2 separate regions of the Mus musculus genome follow, and region 2 is linked to region 1. The links are chromatin contacts, called in public Hi-C maps. All regions are on one chromosome and are shown on one strand. The core of a region is the stretch at or near the end of the contact, and the rest is flanking DNA. Distances in the headings are between cores, read along the strand shown.

Evidence for each region. Hi-C and Micro-C count contacts between places; a contact is called where the count stands out from the background.
Region 2: a Hi-C map of neural progenitor cells shows a contact between it and region 1, with 2.4 times the contacts expected there. The contact joins two enhancer-like sites. A contact is called at or near these places in 1 of 484 Hi-C or Micro-C datasets (neural progenitor cells), 1 of 115 datasets of contacts at active chromatin or transcription factors (astrocytes) and 3 of 9 other capture datasets (embryonic stem cells, embryonic tail and embryonic trunk).

The regions. Positions count from the first base shown.
Region 1 is chr2:114,620,895-114,623,594 of GRCm38.p6, forward strand. The region is part of intron 3 of Dph6 (diphthamine biosynthesis 6); the gene reads right to left. Among named protein-coding and RNA genes, the nearest start is that of Dph6, 33 kb to the right of the region's middle. Within about 2 kb of position 1,392, at least 31 of the 459 cell types and tissues checked have an H3K27ac peak or open chromatin away from gene starts, as enhancers often do. A contact at or near this core is called in neural progenitor cells, where this site is marked.
Region 2 is chr2:115,722,414-115,725,113 of GRCm38.p6, forward strand. All of the region lies in intron 10 of BC052040 (cDNA sequence BC052040), which reads left to right. Among named protein-coding and RNA genes, the nearest start is that of Gm52524, 53 kb to the right of the region's middle. Within about 2 kb of position 1,283, at least 37 of the 459 cell types and tissues checked have an H3K27ac peak or open chromatin away from gene starts, as enhancers often do. A contact at or near this core is called in neural progenitor cells, where this site is marked.

The DNA of each region.
Region 1 (2,700 bases), core at 142-2,641:
CTGATGTTCAAAAATTCTGTATGCTGTATCCTTTAACTGACTGTCTTTTAAGTGCCTGGTACAATATTACCTGGCAGAAATTGAAAGACTTATAGAAAACAGAAAGTGTATTAGCCATCCAAAGGCACAAAGGAGAGGACCTGTGCTTTCTAACTCAGTTCTTTCAAGGAAGAGGCCCTAGGCACTCCCTCAAGCAGACACTTTAAGCAGACAAAACACTTTCATCTACTTTACCTATTGTATTGTTCCTGGTTAGTGGTAAACAAATGTTTATTGAGGGGAAGGTATCCTTGGGATTACTCCCAAAGTTTATCATCAGCATTTGCATACTGCTAAGTATGTGAACAGCTACTAAGATTTAGTTGATAAAGATGCTAGTCTAAGATGTTTGAAAATGGCATTTGTAGGGAGTTGAAAGTCAATGCACATGTAATTTTGCCACTCCACATTTTCAAGGAATTCTGTGCCAAGTTTCAGATTCACATAAGTCACCAGAAGTTTCAAGAGAGGGGTGTTAAAACAGTGCGCATTAAGTGTGCTCTAGATTTCATACTGAAATGTCTTCCTATTAAACAAAGTAATTTACTTTTGCTCTATGAAATTTGAAAATTACAATTTGAAAAATTGAAAGTGCCTGCACAACCTATACACAGTATCTCTAATCCTTTACAAAACTCTCAAAGGATAAGCTAGTCCCATTTTACAGATTTAAAAAAAAAATCAAAAAACAAGGGGAAAAAAACAAATCAGGTTCAGATATTTGGAATTCTGTTTAACATGCTGTTTAGTGAAAATTACAGAATATAGGATGTAGGTTGATTGGCTATTTATTAAAGAACCTTTAGAAGTATAATAAATTCAAGCTGAAATATTTATCTTCTAAAAATGTTAAACATGATCTCTGCTTTTATAATCAATTATAAAATTCACATATTTAGTTCTGTTTCACAATGATAGACTTGGCTATCCACTCAGACAAGTACAATCAAATACCAAATACTTAACCAAAGGGAGAACGGGAAATCTACAATTTAAATCAATGCTAATGAATGAAAAATACTTTAGTCATTATGTAACTGCCTCGGTTTGAATTTAAATAATCTCATGTATAAAGCTTTGGTTATCCAATTCCAGAACAAGTAAAAGTTAAGTTCTAGGCAGCCCACTAAGATTCTAATTAAGAAGCAAGTACAAAGAATTAAATTTTTTTAAATACTCTTATTGGAGTTCAACCTCAAAAAAGGTATTTCACGAAGAGGCCGTACAGCTTGTAAGATTCCTTCTATCTCAAATTACTCTGATTAATGTCTGATAAAACTGGGTTAGCAACAAGAGGTAGCCCATAATTCTACATGAAAACTCAGAATGGTCTTTTGTTCCCTTTGTCTAATGTTAAGCCAATAGTGAAAAACAAGAATGTCTGCTTAGGAAAAAGGGACCTCTTGGTTGTTGTAGGTTTCTTTGTTGTTGTTGTTGGTTGTGGTGGTGGGTTTTTTTTTGGGGGGGGGGGGTTAAATTTAAATATCTTGCTCTTTACCTGACACTGCAAATTCATCCACATCTCTCTCTGAGCCTAAAAGACTACAGAGGGCACTGTTGCACCAGCTTTGACGCTTTACAATAGAAGCCTTAAGAAAAAAACATTCTATAATTTCTCTAAAGGGTCAAACGGAATGGAAATCTACTAAGCTTAATATAAAGGGAAAAAACCAAAAGTATATTTTTTTCTAAGAGACTGGACTTCAATAAGGGGAAAAACTTAACAAAAACAAGTGTCAGGCTGAGAACAGAGCAGGCTCCTTTCATTTCCCTTTGTAGTGCTTTCCCAAGAAAGGGAACTAATCATAGCGCCTCCTTATCCACTGCAAACAGCACCCACTGCAGAGCCCTCCTCACAGTCAATACCAAAAGGAGTGTGGCACCTCCTGCAATCCTTCCATAATTCTATCAGGAAAAGAATGCAGCCTGTTTGCATACTTTTGTCTAAAAGGCCAATTGCATTTGTCCCCTCTTTGGGTAAAATGACAGCTACAGATCAATCATTCTCACGTGAAAGTAAACACTGGGAAAAAAGCAAAAACTGAGAACTGAAATCCTTACCTTTTAAAACATTTTATTACACAGGAATATACAAATACAGAACATAATTTTAAAACACAAGTTTTTCTCAAAAACATCTACTGGACAACAGTGCCAGTGTTACCCACAGTACTTACAAACCTAGGAAATAAAAATTCACATCATTTCTGTCACAATTTTTTGGCACTAAATTCAATTATAAGCAGTACCAATTGTTTTATACCTATGCTTTCAATATATACAATAAACCTAGTATACATGATATAAAGCTTCATATTATATCACCATTTAAATTTTTTTATACTTCCTTATTTAGCCAGATTTAATTTTTTGATACCACCAATAACATAAAAAATATTTCATTTGGATAATTAAAAACTAGTATCTCGAATTATTCACTAGTTATGAGAATGGTAATGTCATGCCCCAAGAAACTAGAGATAATATGCAAAAGGAGACAAGAAGATAATCCTTTAATACACACCAAACACATCACCAGCACACCATGGTCCATACATCACCATGTACACAGGTACTATCATAAAGCTTGGACCTCTACTATAAAATCCAAATTTCCCTAGAAAAGCCACTCACTACATAACACACCTCTGTTACTCTCCA
Region 2 (2,700 bases), core at 33-2,532, 1.1 Mb after region 1:
CTTTGCACCAAGGCAGTCCTTGGGGGAGCCCCTTTCCAACCTCTCCTGTCCCTTTACTTCCTCCTATAATGTTAGAAAAGTTAATTAACAACTAAATCAGAATGTATTCCTCTTTACATAAGATTTACTTGCATTTACATGGCTGAGATCCTATCACCCCTCAACATAGGCTGTCAACTTTTTATGTATACAAAATAACCCTGCCAGTTACACTACAGTGGAGTCTCCCATAACCTTAAAACTTCCCCTTAACCCAAAATGCACCTTGTTTTCTGTATTGAAAGGTAGAGTCTGGGAGCCTGCTCTGTCCCCTTCTGTTGAGTCTCTCTCCCACAAACTACCTGGAAAAGGACATGGTCCATTTTGAAGTGATTTTGAACTTGCTGAGTATCCGTGGCTAGTGGGAAACATAAATTAAAGCTCACATTTCAGGAACAGGTAGAAAGGGAGCGAGGGAACTCTCTGTTTCCTGGGCTGCTGCGAGGTGATAGCTGTTAAAAAGCTGTCTGCTAAGGCATCCCAAGCTAATGCAAATTAGCAGTTGTTTTCTTTCAGAACTGTATGACTGAATAAACATTTACCATTTGTTTCCTTTCTACTCATCTCTTAAAACAGTTGCTACAGGTCTTAATAGTAAGACTCGAAACATATAATGTATTAGCCTTGGCACATCAAAATATTGTTCATCTTCCAAACTTGAGATATTCCAGTTTGGCTTCTCACTGAGTTTATAATGTTTGAGTGTATGTATCTAAAAACGCATCTTACTAATCTCCTGGAATTGGTTTTTTTTTTTTTTAAGTGCCTGTAACTTGTCACTATTCCCAGCTTCAACATGGCCTGTCACTTGTGAGATTGACTGGCATTGTGCTGGACCTCAGTCTTAGAGAACCCCCAATATGAAATCTGAACCACAGATACCTATTTTGGAAGAGAGGCCTGTGATATTTGTGCAAATTAATAATGAGGTTAAAATGGAGTTGAGTTAAAATGAGACAGCTGTGCTCCTTGCTTTTTATGCAAGCCTTTTCTCATGCCTTACAGGGCCACCTTTTCTCATGGTACCAGTGTGGCAACGGCCAGGGGTAAGGAATTCCACCAAGTGAACAACAAACAGTATCTAGTAAATTCTTGTTCCGAGCTCTCCTGAAAGGTTTATTCCAATGCAGTCGTTAACATTCCTGGAGCCTGTGTCTGCCAAGTGCTTGCACTCAGTTCACAGGCTTCCAATTTAGCATGACAAAGTTGCTCCCATTTGCAAATGGGAAACCTGGAGCCCCAAATGGAGCCTCACAGTGAACTGCGCCCGGGGATGAGATCCTAGAGATACAGTATAAAGGATTATCTAGGATCATGTGGATGGTTCGCGGTCGCTTTGTCTGCCTGCTGGGTTAGATCATTCTTGGCAAGTTGGGTGAATTAGTATCCTATTCCTGAGAGCCATTTCATTACCTAGTTTGGAACTCTTCCACGCCCTGAAAAACGTCCATTGAAACTTTTATCAATGGTATTTGCATAGACAAAATAGAATCAAACTATTGACATCTTCTTTTAAAAAAAGAAAAGAAAAGAAAGAGAGAAAGAAAGAAAGAAAATGTATGTGAATAGTTTGTCACTAAAGACAATTTATCCAAAGGCACCTGTCTCCTCTAAGGACTCTGCCTAAAAGGGTTTTTTGGAGGAGCTTGGTGAATTTTTTTGTCTTTAAAATAAAGTAGTTTTTTGAGGTAAGAGAGAAGCTTAGTTTTTGAAATGGCACAATGAATAACAAAGGTCTCTTTTCACCTCCAAAAAAGCGGGGACTATAAAGGACATTTGTTAGCCTCTTGAGGAAGAATTATGCTGTTAATCTGAAAGTCTAGATATAAGAAGGTTTGCAGGACAAGCAGAGCAGGTAAGGTAGAGAGACCCTGGCTCTAAAAGCAGCCTGTTTCACGTGGATGGTCACATCCGAGCTCCAATTCAAAGTCCAGTGGTTTCCTAGTGAGCAGGACAGCTGGCCAGTAAAGGTCAAGGCGTCTGACATTGAACGACCCATCCATGCCCATATCCTCTCATCCGGCCCCACTAGCTTGTCAATCAATATCTGTCACTTATTTGGAAGCTGCAGGTTCCCCCTTCACCCACCATGGCCTTAGGTGGATGTGGTTCGTGTTGGGGATGAGAAGAGTCTTCAAACAGTAAAATGAGGAACAAACAGATTGGTTCTGAGCCAGCGAGAGCAGTGAGACAGGTGGACAAGGTTTTCTGGGGCCACTCCCTTGCTGTCCACTGTGGAGTTTTCCTAAAGACTCCTTCAGAAGGCAAATACTAAGTTACTAGTCTCCTTTTAAAGAAATAGAAGGATAAAAGCCAGGTGTTGGAAACAAGGAGAGTTACAGAGTCCACAACTCCACAGTTCTCATGCATGTGTATCGTTCTCATGAGTCGATGTTCAAGCACTCCAGCCTGAATCCACAGTCCTCAGGATATTTGAAAAGGCTATACAGAGAAGCCGCTATGTGATGGCGTTTAAGGGACAGAGAAGCAGAGCGAAGGCTTAGGAGCGGGAGTGCAGTAGTCACAGTTACAGCACCTGAAGCCAGGATGGGATATTCTCTCCTAATTAGTGCTGAGGATTAATTAGGCACAAAGTTACAAGCCTTGAAAGAATTTCATCATTATTTTTCTTTGATTTTCTTTTCTATATTAAAAAAAAAA